2 separate regions of the Gossypium hirsutum genome follow, and region 2 is linked to region 1. Evidence: chromatin contacts called from public Hi-C data. All regions are on one chromosome and are shown on one strand. The core of a region is the stretch at or near the end of the contact, and the rest is flanking DNA. Distances in the headings are between cores, read along the strand shown. Region 1 holds the start of LOC107916220 (acidic leucine-rich nuclear phosphoprotein 32 family member A). Region 2 holds the start of LOC107916214 (alkaline/neutral invertase C, mitochondrial).

Region 1 (7,094 bases), core at 1,899-4,398:
TTTTATATATATATATAAAGCCCCAGCTACTTATTCATCTTCGCTAATTTCAATTTATTTATTTAAAAACTAGATATAAAATAGTATAAGCTTAAATAGAAGTAACTTCTATACCAGAATGTGCTTTTAAATAATCTTATATTTTAGCTAAATGAATTTAAATAAAAGAATGTATAACGTTCTAAGTAATCTAATATTATGTGAACCCGAGGCGCTTTAAGGGTGCATTTAATTCAAGGAATATTATATTCTCAATAATAATGTGAGATTTTGGCGTATAATTCCCAAGTTTGAATTTCAGATATTACCAATAGTGTTAAAAGCTTCCCTAAAATGAAGAGTCTGGTTGCAACAATGGCTGCAGACGAAATGGAAGTAACCATGGGTTTTTTTTACTCTCAATTACTACTCACACTGTACTTGGTTTTGCTAGTGGTAGTGCTTAAAGGGCGAAGTGGACCTCAAAGAAAGCTAGTATTGTTTATCTATTACTCGGGATGACTGGGAGGAGTTTGGTTCTTCTAATTAAGCTGGCATTAAATTCTTGAATTATTGTTGATTCAACAAAAAATCAATGGTTGGGTCAGCTGAAGTGTTTTCTATCAGTAATTTTAACCTGCCATTGGAAGTGTTGTCATAGCAAGTGTGGGTCTTGAGGTTTGTAGATGATTTCCATTGCTCGTCTCAAAAATATAATTTCTTCATTTAATACTAAAAATAGTCATGAAATTTCATAAACATACAAACCTTACAAGAACACCTGCTCTCCCCTCTCAAACCTGAATACTGAGAGAGATTTAAGAAGAATGTTTACCTATTTAGAAACTTTTTGAGCTTTAAGATTCCTTCTACCTTCATTCCCAACACTACCTGATTTGTGCTTTGATTCTTCTATGTAATCGTCATCTCCAGCAACAATACCATCTTCAAAGATATCCACATCATCTTCTCCATCCCAATCCTCCTCCTCCAGCTCTTCATCATCATCAACTTCATATACATCATCACCATCATCATAATCTTCATCATCTTCGACTTCAGCTTCATCATCACCACCTGCACGAACAGTGTGCCAGTCGGGTGGAGGTGGACAATCCTCAGTGATTGCCTCGTCTCTTTTTATCACCAGATGCCGAATGACTCTTTCATCTTGGTCTAACATGGTCTTAAGCTCATTAATCCATCTAGCTTCCAACTCAAAGTTCATCAAGATGTAGTGGGCATTCTTAGCTTTCTTTATCTTGTATGCTAGTCTCCGAAGACCCCAATCATTCAATCTCCATAACCTGCCTTTCTTCTCCCTCAAGAAATCTGCAGATATAATATAAGAAATTTACACCAGGTTACCTTGAACTTTCTCATTGATTCTTTCAAAAGAATATGTTGGGAATTCAATAGAAGGATACTAATAGCCCAAAATGAAAAGAACAATAAGCATACAATTTACACCAAGTTACCTTGGACTTTCTCATTGACACTTTCAACCTCTTCATCATGCTTCTCATGAACTAAATAAACAACCTCGTAGTGCCGCACTGTATAAACAAGGAGAATAATGAATCATAACAAAGTGACCAGATGTCAAACAACATTGAAAAAAGAAAATCCACGTTATCCATACAATGATAAAAGGTTTGCTTCTCCATATTTGACAGAAATCAGAACCCCAAAATGCAACTTTGATATTACAAAGGCTAATAAAACCATGAGTTTCCCTGAATTATTCAACTCCCATTTTAAGATATTCATATTCCATTTCCTTGGAAGGCTGCCAAGATGTTGATATCTTTGGCCTCATATTCAGGAGTTCGATAAATCAATTTATACTTTCTAAAATCAGCTTTGAATCCAACACTTGCTGAGGTCTTTGTTAGTAGTGACATAAGTTCATCCTACAATTCATGAATCAAGAATTCTTGCAACAACATGGTCCGCTCAGACAAATACGAGGAGTCAATTAAACCATTTCAAAGATATTTTTCGCTTTTTAAAAGGCAAGAAGCAGAGAAAAGAGTATAATTGTGAAAACCAAATAAAAAGCTTGATGACTATGATAGAATAATAAAATTTTCAAGAAAACAACCATAAATTTCTTTATGTTTAATCCTATCATACTAGCAGAAACTACAAAGTAACTACGAGAAGTAGGCTTACTGCGTTCCAAGTTCAATGCGCTTTGCAGCTCAAGGTTAAGAGATTCATACAATTCTTCTGCAAATTTACAAACAATTTTCATGAGTACAACGCGGCTATATTTATTCATCTGAAATATAAAAGCAGGTTATACAAACTTAATGACCACAATTGACTTACGTTCTTCTTCGTCATCAAACTCTGGGAGAAGTCTACCATCTTCCTGAACTTTCTTCTGCAATTCAAAGAGAAAACCCACACCTCAACTTCCATGGAAAAAAAAAAAGATTAAGGAGCTAAAATTTCTCAAATGGAACACAAAAACAGTACGTGAAGCAGTGGCAGTTCACAATAAGAAAGCCTTGGCCTTTTCTTCTTACTAAGCAAAAAAAGGGGAAAAAACTCTTATCTTTACTAAACATAGATATATAACCCAATTGATATTGCAGAGTTATAATAACACAAAGAAAGAAAACATAAAAAGGAGAAAAAAAAGGAACAAGGGTTTATGCAGAAAAGAGACCTCTTTGAGAAGAACAGCTTCAGGGAAGAACCCAGTGGTCTCATCTGGCTTGGGGATAAAACTGTGACTGTCTTGCTTATTATCGTTGTTTTTGTTCTTCTTTGCCTCCACAATAAAAAGCTTTCTACGACCAAGGCAAGAGTTTTGTAGCGGGAATATGGAGAAAGAGTGTTGGTTTCCAAAGAACCCACATTTTATTTGAAGTTTGGGTAGGGTGGGAGCAACAATTTTCGTAGAAGAGTGTAGGAGTGACTCCATTGCAGGAACTTGAAGAAGTTGCAGAGTCTAGTAACATATATCTTTAAATCTGGAGTTATGGATAAAAAAGATGCACCCAATACCCACATCTTAAAGCCCATTTATGAGACGTGCGAATTTCATTTTTTTAATCACATAGTTCGCAGTTGGTAAAATTCGATTATTAGCCCCTACACAATGCATAAGTTATAGATTTAGATTCTTTACTTTAATTTTAAAGTCTGTTTTGAGCCAAACAGCTAACAGTAGCTGATAAATCCTTTGTTATATCAAATTCAACATGAAATCTTTTTGTGATTACATAAAATTTTAAAAATAGTAAATTTGACAACTACCGTTTAATTCAAGGCTTAAAACTAAAACTGAACAAATCAAAATAAAGAGAATAAAATTTGGATCGTACAAGAACTAATAGGAGTATTTATCCTCAGAAAATACAATATCCTTTCAGCTTCCATTTCAGTAAAGAAAAAGGGAAATTGTCCTGAATTATAGTTCTACCATCTTGTGTGGCAATTGAGAGTATCGTCAGGCATTTCTTCAAAGGAAAAAAATAAAAATTGAACTAGAAATTCAGTTGACGCTTTGATAAGGATACTGACAACAAAATGAAATGAAGAATGTGTAAGAAGAGAAGTGCAAATTTTTTTAGTAATACTATAACCGGGAAGATTAACCTCCAGGGTCTGCAATCTATTTCATATTTGGTATGACGCTCCATATCTAATTATTTGAAGGAAGATGATAGTAAATGCTATACAAAATCTGCATGAAATATGCCTCACGGCCCGAGAACAAGTTAAACATGGATTCAAGTTTTCTGGATGTTTATGGCCAAAAATTGCTTTCTCTCTCGACAATCCGGGGCTACACAAATCATGATGACTGCAGCTTACCATTGTTTCTTACCCTTTTTCTTTCTCTTGCTTCCACTACCGCTGCTGCTGCTCTTCGAGCTGCTTTCTGCTTTCGTAGATGGATTTTCAGCAGAGGTGCTGCTACCATTAAAGTTGTCAAACATGCCTCCTTGTACTGCATTCTGTAACCACACTAAGAATTCTTCTTCGGTCATCGTTTCTTCCAGATTAGGAGGAGTTGGCATTGTGCCACCTCTCTGTCCTGAACTTGATCCCTTGCCGGTAGCATGCTTGGATGTCACACTAGTGTTCACATGAAAACTTGGCTTATGTGTGTTAGGTAGACATCTCATTCCCTGCAACATAATCCAGCAGTATTGAGTGTAGACATGATTCATATCAAAAGACTAATACAGTCTCATACACGAAGGAGATGGATGTCAGTGGGTACAACTTGTGAAAATTCCATGTGAAACCCATTTAGCATCCTATTCAACTCCAGATATCTTCGTATTAACAGTTCCCCATAGGTATTTTTTGGTCGAAGTCAAACTTCTTACTAACAGCCAAAGATCGCCTTAAACTTTTTTAGGCAACCAGAAAAAGAGCAGTAGCTCCTGTTAATCTTTTGAATAAATGCTTCAATCCTCCTTAGAAATGCATCCTTGATGGGTGGCAGATTAACATGATAACAAATACCAAGTGAAAGTTGACTTTACCTGACAAATATACCATTCAGTAGCATCGTATATCTTGCTATCAGCACAGACATAGGCAGAGGGAGCTTCCACCTAGACCGACAACCAATTAACTTTATGTAAAAAAAGTAGAAACAGATCTTAAGAATATCAACTCAAACAAGACTTGACCCTCGACTAACTGGGGTAAATACTTCTAAAAGCAATCCCTATAACTCTTTCTTTTTCAAGAGATTGTATTATCACTTGTGTCAAATCAAAGAAATTGAAAAATGGAATAGTATCTGCATGTAATGAGAGGTGGACAGTGCATACCTTAAGCAAAAATCCGAAAAATAAGGGCTCCGACGATTGTTCAACCCATCCATCACCATCTTTTGCTTGATGAAAATCTTTGCATTCCTTAGGTAAGCTCCAAAAACAATATTAATTTCTTGTTAGGGAACAAATGAAATCGTCAGACATTAGGGGATCTCATGCTCGATGAGAATGTGCTAATTGTCAAAGTCATAAACAGAACAAGCTAAAATGATACATGTTTTAGGGGGCAAGAAAATACCTGGCACCATCTTGCTCGAGATTTTGATTTCTTGGTGTGTGCCCAGACATGAAAGTTACCACATTTTTTGCAGGCAATACGCCTGGATTCTCCAAATGGTTCCTCCCCATCAGCCTCTGACCGTGCAGATCTAGAGGGAAAGAAACCATGTCTGCCATTCTGGCGATGAATTGCAGAAAAAGATCATGTAAGATGCAATGATTGATATATCTACTGCAAGAAAAAGATTTTATGGATGTACTGCTTAAGACAGTCATTTCCTTGCAAGAATCAGCAGAAACTTTAAACTAAACTCTACAAGATAGTCTTTCTTTATATTCAAGTGAAAAGTTGCAGGATGTATGCTCAGACCTTTTGAGAAGCATTTTGAAATCTACGGAAATAGTTTAACAGCTCCTCCCGCCTAAGCTCATCATCATATGTTTTTCGCTTCAACGAATCAAGTAAAACCTATAAACGAAGTTCTATTATTATCAGAAAAGAAATGCCAATCCACAAGGGGGAGAGCATAATAAACCAAGAGATTACCTCATATGCATTTTGAAGCTTTTTAAAAGCTTCTGCAGCCTTTTCATTGCCCATGTTCTTATCAGGATGGACCAGCATTGCCTAGCAAACAGTCTGCAAATTTCAATACCGTACACATCTTGCTCCTATTTTTTGTTAAAACAATTTGAAAACGATAAAAAAAAAACAGTGGGTATCAAGGGTAAGCTGATCCAAAAGAACTTTCACAAAGGCTCACTTAGATTTTACCCAATTGACTAGATACATTTGGCTAATAAAGCTCCAGAAAATTTGAAGAAATACTCAGAATGAGTGACCAACACAATGCAAAATAAACACAGGACGTACCTTTTTTCTGTATTCTCGTTTCAGTACATTAACATCGACATTCTGATACCGTGACAAACCCAATGCAGAATAGTGATCAGAGCAGGTCAACAATCGAGCAACTTCATCTTCAGAAGTCATCACAGTGTCAACCCCACTAGTTGAAGCTACCCCAGGACCATGGTTTGCAGAAAACCCTGGGACATTTTCAGAGAACGAACCATGCACTGACTCGTCATTGAAAAAGCCTGAATGACCATACATTCCATCGGTTTGCTCAGGGTTTCCATCAGGTGCTGCTTGCTGATTTATGTGGTTCTTTAGGTAGTAGATCAATGCATCACTTGAGATAAATGATAGATTAAGAGCCAAAAGCAAACCAAGCCATCCGGCATACATCCAAGCACAGTATACAGAATATATAGTGGCGACCAATAACGCAAGACGCTCATGGCTAAACGAAAATGCCAATCCTGAATTGCAAAACCAAAACTCCATAAATTTGGTGGAATAAATTAGCAAATAAGACTAATCCAACCAGAAAAAGAAAAATAATAACCTCCAAGTAAGATCACCATAAGTGTTGTCCAGAAACTTCCATAAAACCACAGGAAAATAGTTCCAAAAACAGCTACTACCAACATTGCGACAGTGAGCCCAACAAAAACTGCTGTCAGAGCAGCTATGGCCTGAGCAATCAACATTTACACAAGTAATAAGAACCAATAACTTGTCAATAGCTCAAGAAATGTCTCAAAATATTCAATAAATCATTGAAACATTACAGAGACTTAGCAATCAGTAGTCCAGGAAATTCCTCAACAAAATCAAATAAATACTTGTGAAAACATAATTTTATGCAAATGGTGGTTCAAAAAAATCATCAATATGCAAATTGAGGGGCGTCATGATCTCACGGAAAAGGAAACCTTAGGAAAAACATTGATGACATAGAACAAGTGCTTACCAACACCAGAAGAAACTTCATCATCCCAACCATGGCAATTACTGAGAAGATACTGCACCATATAACCAGAAAAAGAGATGCTGTACCCAAGCGGAGGAAGGAATCAATGCCTCTAAGAGCACAGTCCAACCAGATTATTGACAAAAGAAGCATTATATTTCCAAAGTGCACAAGCCATTTCAAAACAATGGGATATAATCTCTCCAACTTTGCTCTGACATGATCTCGAGCATTATACACATTAGTTGTTAGGGAAATTAAAATT
Region 2 (7,094 bases), core at 1,824-4,323, 150 kb after region 1:
CACAAACACACGTCTCCAGAAGCTCGTAGTCCTCCTCCCAGAATAAAAGGGATGCCTTCTCCGGATTCTGCAATAGCATCTTTGAGGTAAGGAAACTGGCAACTGTCCATGTCTGGTAGAGCCGGGATTGTTTGCCTATGAACCTTCCACTTCTTGTGTCATAGTATTCAGGCCACTGATCCACTGCTAGCCTTTCCTCTACCAAAGCAACTGCTTTTTGTGCCAATTCTGGCTTCCCCATTTTTATACAGGCCAATGTGAACTGAAATAGTGAAAAGCAATTCATTATTACGCGACTAAGGTATACGGATATGTCACAGTCACAGGCATTACAAAAGATTTCGGAAGACACGTAATTCAATCAACTATGATTTTTACCTGCCACAATAGTGTTGGCCACGATCCACCATTGTGATACGACCATGGGCTGCAAACAAAGACGCAAGTCAATATCTGGATTATTGTATTCACCAATTTGCTATGTTTATGGATAAGTAACGAAAAGAGCCTCACGTATTCTTTGGGTCACTTCCAGTGATGATCCGCCATTCGTCAGACTCCAGAGCGGGGTAAATAATCTTAAGAGGCATGTTAGCCACAAGATCATCCCATTTTGCCTCGATCAAATCCAGAACATCCTTGTTCTGTTTTGGGGTTCCCAAAGAAGAAACAATGGCCCAAAGATTTCCAAGTGTGAAAAACCTAAAATCCATGTGAGCAGGCTGTAAATTGCCAATAAAGTAGCCACCTTCATCAGGAATCCAATCTACTAGCCATGAAGGAATCTGATCAGGATAGATATTGAACTTGTTGATGGCATCTGTTGAATATTCCTCTGTGTTGTAACGATATATCTCATTGATTTTCTTTATATCAACCCAGTAATACTCTCTGATATGAAATGAGAGTGCACTGAGCCGGTTGTTTATGGCGGCTACCAAATTCTTTGTTGCATCATTCACGGTGAGCATCTCCCGAGAGCAACGCAGAGCAGAATAGAATAAGGCCTGCAAGATCAGGATTCTTAGGGTTTAAACAAATATATGAGTGAAATGTTTAATATATATGTAACAAAAAGTTATTCAGCTTACTTGTATTTCGAGAGGGTGGCCATGAATACCCATTCGTCTATCAATCATACAGGAGCCATCAGTGACCAACAGTGAAGGAAACATGTCGAACCCGTCAGTTAAACACAGATTTAGGATCAGTCTTATGCCTGTTTGTACATCCACCCTATCTTGTAATGAGTAGTCACCAGTGATCTTCCCATATGCTCTCAACAAGATAATCCACCACAACCCTGTGATTTTAACACCAAAATCAGAGAATTAATACCATCTCAACAGTGACAATAATATGATAGTCAGATAACTAACACCGGCAATAAAATATGTTGACGGTATTCGAAATTAAAGAAGTAATCATCAAGAAATGCTTCGTTGACTAAAAGTCACTGTCCTACCAGAATCAACAGGGGCAACACGACCAATGGCTGATTCACCAAAATCAGGATCCAAAACCTCTTCAAATGCTTCAGGGCTTCCATCACGAGGGACTGTTCGAACTTTGAAACTTGCTGGCATCAATCCTTGCCCAGGGCTATAGCAGTCCACAGTCTTCTCCCAACTCTGAAACCACCAGAAACATCATCAACAAACAACCAATGCCTAGAAAATACACGGGAGTCCAACAATATATCACCCTAATAACCAGAAGCTAATAGACCAGTTAAAGTCATGAGGCTCCTTCGATGTTATCTGAAGACAAGATCCCCTGTTGCTCTAAGAAATGCAAAAAATGTAAATTTATGTTCTACGGCATCACCGCGACATCCAAATAATAATTCATGTTCTTCTAAGGACTAAATGTAGCATATTATTGATAATACATCTTTTTAGTTTCTACAAATTCTGAAATCAGTTGTACTATCAAAGACTTCCACTGATAAAAAAGCACACTAATTTTCCAATTAAAATGTAAAAGCAATGTTTAGGTATAAAGATCATAAGTACCTGTAACTGCAATGTGTGAAGAAGAAAATTCTTCACAATCTCTGCCTCCCCATTTAGCAGAAAGGCAAGTGCTGAAGGTACAAAGTCACGGATAAATATCTGATCATAGTTCAACGGCTGCTTGTCAGCTGGATCATTAGCGGCTACGGTCCCCACTGGATTTCCGCAATAGTTCACCACAGCACCACGTAGTATGTTCCATGCCTCTTTCTCAATCTCAGACACCTCTCTCTCAATCCTAGGTTCGGTCAAATTCGAACCCTCTACATCATTTGTATTTACATCTGACTCACTAGCATTTATTCCAGTGTTATCCTCTTTAACTAATCCATCACCCGTCTCAATCCTCTCAATCACCAAAGGCTTCACATTCAACCCACCTTGAATGTAAATCCTCTCGAAATTCTTCTCATTAACATGATGTTCAACGGATGTTGAGTGATTCCTAAAATCCGACGCTACTCTGGGAATTACTAAAACTTCCCTTGATCTACCTTTATCAACACGGAAACTATCACTAACTACCCTAGACTGACCCCAGCTTGAATCGGATACACTAAAAGCCCTCCGATTCGGATCAGCAAGACACTTATAACCTACGACCTGCGACTTACTATGCTTACATGAGTGCACCCTACGGCGATCAACCGCCTTAGAAAGAGATTTCGACAAATTACGGATACCGGAACGGCTCATTTTGGGGGGAGAAAACCCAAAAAAAGAAGAGCTTCTATAACTTATTAGGAATCTACAACAAGGTTTCATGCTGGATATTCCAATACAAGTGCTAGACTTCATAACTAATCCTTTTTCCCCTTTTCACTAAATTCAAGAATCAAATTTCTGTACTCTATGGCAAGATGTATATACAAAACCTCTGTTAATCTTAAAAAATAAACAGAGAAATAAAAGAAAAAATTGGGAATATAATTTAATAATAAACTTCAAAGAAAAGAAAGCTAAAAATGGAAATTAAATCTAGATGCGAATACTTACAATTGAACGTTTGATTATAGAATTGAGAGAGAGATTTGTCTTAAAGATTCAAAGTTTTGGAGATTTTGAAACCAGAGGCATTGCTTGGTATTTATAGGCAAAAGGAAAAGGGGGGAAAAGGTAGGTGGGTGTAATTACTGTTTGTGTCCCTGCACGTGAAAGACTTCAGGTTTTGGTGGTGCGAATTTACCATAAAGCCCTTGAAAGGATTAGATTTGTTTTTAATTATTTATTATTTTTTAAAACACATCATCATCATTGTTTGAAATTTCTTTTACGTGAAAAATATGTAGAAATTTTGAGACTTATCTGTCTGAGGATGACCGTAGTGGAGAAGAGGAATCTTTCGTACAACAATTTCTGTAAATGATCAACGTGTTGAAAAAAATCATATTTCTTCTACAAGAATTGCATATTCTATTCATATTGTATGGTGGAATTTATTGAATTTTTTAAATATTTTAATTGAAATTTTATAGTATCAATTAAATCATTTTATTAATTTCCTCGTTAGTTGTTAGGATATGTTATTTTTTAACAATTTAATTCCTAATAAGATATTATTATGAGATATTATCTTTCCTCAATTTGATTCTTCCGTAACTACTACTGTATAAATATATGTACACCTTTGAGGTCACTCTATTCTTTTCATTAGCTTAAATGTCAAAAAAAACAAGTCTTTTAAAATTTAATGATATTATCTATTTTTTAAACAATTTATATGTTGTCAACCAAACTAAAAGAAGAACTTGATTGTAGAAAATTTTAAAATTTAAGTCATAATTTAAGGATGTCTTGCCATGGTAGTTAATATCGGGCAATATTTACCATTATGGTCCTAAATCGATTCCAAGTAATCTAAATTCCATTCTAATTAGAATTTTGGTATGTTTTGATTGTTTCAATGTGTTTCAACCAAGGTTAATTTGTACTAACTTTAAGGGCAAACTCAATGGGGCAAGTAGGGGTTTTAGCCCTAAAAATAGAAATTTAACCTTTTATTCCACCATAAATAATAAATTTATAATTTAATATACGGTAAATCTACACTTTGGTCTTCAAAAAATAGAAAAATCATTTTAGTCCTTTCAAAATGATTAATTTATAAATTAATAAATAATAATTTGACGTATAAAAAAAATTATAATTCAATTTTGATTACTTTTAAAAAATTTTAAATGCGCCTTCGACTAGCTTGTATTGGGTACAAACTTTTAATTTTTCTTTTATCTTAATCATTTAATTTTTTTAATAATTACATTCAAAATTAAAATATAATTATTAAATTTAATTAATAATATGAATATAATTAAAATATATTTACATGCATAAATATAAAAATAAAAATAATTAAAAACATAACAATCAATATTGTTGAGTTTGTGTGGTGGGGTAGAATTAACCCTAAACCTACATAAAAAAAATAAGTTATTGAATAAAGATTAAAAAAAAGAACCTTTACATTGGCTAGTGATTTTGATATTTTCAAAAAAAGGTATTTTGTTTAACATGTAAAAATTTTAAACTATTTGATTTGTCCGAATATCAAACTGGAAAAGAAAAAAGAACAGGACAAGCACAAAAATATTGGGCAAATTCCATTTTTGTTAAAGGGTAAAAGAGTCATAACACAATTTGCAACTACGAATGGATGAGGTTGGTCGGCGGTGGTTCCCATCTTCTTCTAGTATTTTGAAGGAAGAAATGAAGAAAGTGCAATGTTTGTGGTCCCCACAAGCCCCCAACAAGTGGATAAATTCGTGTACAAAAAAGGTTCCTTAGAAGCTACAAAATTACGTATGTGTCTTTGTACCTGATTTAACACGTGGTAGTTGAATTTTATTTTCGCCATTGAATTATATAAAATCATTTTTGTAACATTAATGGGGTTTTTATTATTATTTAATAATAAATTTAACCTTCTAATATTTATAAATTCTATCAATTTTAACTTTAATATTAGATTGATGAAGCGTCTATGAAGGTTCTAACGATTATGCCCTTGAGTTTTGGAGAATATCATATCTTTCACTCTAAAAGTTTCTCAATGAGGGGTTTCCTGTGGTTTTACATTGTTTTTTAGGCAAATTCTTGATGGGTTTATGGTTGCAGGAGACGTTTTAGTTTCTTGCTTTCATCAGTTGGTTTTGGTTAAGGGAAAAGGCTCTCTACAGAGTAGGGATGTGTTTAATTTATTTTCTTTTACTAATTCATTTTCTTATTTTGGGTTGTGTGTTTAATTATGAGGATTGTTTATGACTTGATGGAACCCAACTGCTCCTATGCTGAGTGGTTTTCCACGGGCATTTTACCAAAAAAGCTCTTTTTTTTTAAATTATCGAAATGGGCCTATTATTTAATTATTTATCGGAATGGTCCATTTTTCGAAAAATCGCGTCCACGTCAGCGCGATGTCAGGAGACGCGCCAGGAAATCACATTCACGTCAGCGCGAGTTGCTGACGTGGCCGCGACTTGACCCGCGCGTGAACAGTGTTCCAATGGTAAAAAAAACTATAAATACCCCCACCTTTTTTTTTCACAAACTAATCCTCTCTCAAATTTCCTCTCTATTTCCTTAAAAAATTCTCTTAAGTTCCTCTTAACTCCCTTTTTTTAAATAATTTTAAAAATTTTTTTAAAAATTTTTTTAAACCGTAAAAATTTGTACGATTTCAGCAATGCTGGAGAATTGACTCGTCTTGATAAGGATCACATATCGGTGGAACAAATGAAAATGGCAAGTATTAAATTTAATTTTTAAATATTATTTAAGAATTTTTTATTTATGCACTTTTAGATAATTATTAATTTTTTTATTTGTTATAAAAGTCTGTAGATCGAGTATTGGAATGCAATATCTAGAATATGCATGCTCCTCCATCACCGTTGGTAGAGAACTACCTGCGGGAAGCAAGTTTTTGGGACGTGGCGACGGTAGGCCAGGGATGCAAGGTGGACTTGAAACTAATCAGTGTGTTGATCGAGAGGTGGAGACTCGAGATGCACACATTCCATCTTCCATGTGGAGAGTGCACTATCACTCTAGAAGATGTCAGTCTGCAATTGGGATTACCGGTGGACGAGAGCCCAGTCATCGGGTCTGCCCAATCTAGCGATTGGGGGGCAGTGTGCTACGAGCTTTTAGGCGCTATTCTGGAGAAAATAGAGGGAGGTAAGATCGAGATGGGCTAGCTACGTGACACATTCCTTGATCCGGATGAAGATTCAACCGAAATTGAAAGAATCCGATATGCTCGGGCATACATTCTTCAATTAATTGGAGGTTATCAGATGCCCGACACGTCACGGAGTCGCGTACATCTAAGATGGCTACTAAAACTCGTTGATTTTAGAGCAACCGATGAATTGAGTTGGGGGTCTGCCGTATTGGCAACGTTATATCGGGAGATGTGCGGGGCGACGCGACCGAGGAGAGCAAAAATCGGAGGTTGCCTGTCACTACTGAAGTCGTGGGCACGGTTTCGCTTTCCATTTCTACGTCCTCGAGTGGACCACCCATATACATTCCCACTTATAACGAAGTAAATTTTATATTAGATTTTACAATTATTATGTAGATTTTTAAAAATAAAAGTATGCTAAAAATTTATTTAATTAGGTGGAACCATCCGGCAAGTCATGCTCGATTACCGTCCTCTCTTGAAGATATACGGCTTCTATTGGACCAACGGTCGGAAGCACAAGTAAGTTTTAAATAAAATAGATATTTCCATACATTCGCTAGTCGATTGATATTTAGTATTTAGTATTTAGTATTATGTATATAACTAATATTTCTATCATGTTCATATAGTTTCAATGGACACCATACGAGGATTCGGCAATTCGGGCAGTAATCCCGGAAGAGTTCTTACAAAATCCCCAAACTTGGCACGTGGAAGTCGTGTTGATCAACTACGCAACCGTGGAGCCTCACCAGACAGACAGAGTGCTACGACAGTTTGGATGTAGACAACCGATTCTAGTGGATCCTGAGGTGTTTGACGATCAACACAAAGTTGACCTTCGGTAATTGAATACGGATTGGACGAGATACTGGTTCGAATACATGGAAATG

Evidence for each region. A called contact is a pair of places that touch in the nucleus more often than the background predicts.
Region 2: a Hi-C map of leaf shows a contact between it and region 1, with 2.4 times the contacts expected there. The contact joins the promoter of LOC107916214 here to the promoter of LOC107916220 in region 1. A contact is called at or near these places in 7 of 34 Hi-C or Micro-C datasets (hypocotyl and leaf).

What each region holds. Positions count from the first base shown.
Region 1 is chrD10:53,427,189-53,434,282 of Gossypium_hirsutum_v2.1, forward strand. It overlaps LOC107916220 (acidic leucine-rich nuclear phosphoprotein 32 family member A), which reads right to left and starts at 3,149. Exons shown (of 5, transcript XM_016845376.2): 1 at 2,657-3,149; 2 at 2,314-2,368; 3 at 2,155-2,211; 4 at 1,458-1,535; 5 at 683-1,311. The coding sequence starts at 2,914. The coding sequence ends at 815. It overlaps LOC107916219, which reads right to left. Exons shown (of 10, transcript XM_016845374.2): 2 at 6,830-7,094; 3 at 6,422-6,551; 4 at 5,884-6,335; 5 at 5,557-5,637; 6 at 5,380-5,478; 7 at 5,029-5,187; 8 at 4,785-4,871; 9 at 4,491-4,562; 10 at 3,542-4,127. The coding sequence ends at 3,807.
Region 2 is chrD10:53,581,753-53,588,846 of Gossypium_hirsutum_v2.1, forward strand. LOC107916214 (alkaline/neutral invertase C, mitochondrial) reads right to left here and starts at 3,074. Exons shown (of 6, transcript XM_016845371.2): 1 at 2,016-3,074; 2 at 1,466-1,631; 3 at 1,092-1,303; 4 at 514-1,007; 5 at 379-427; 6 at 1-262. The coding sequence starts at 2,813.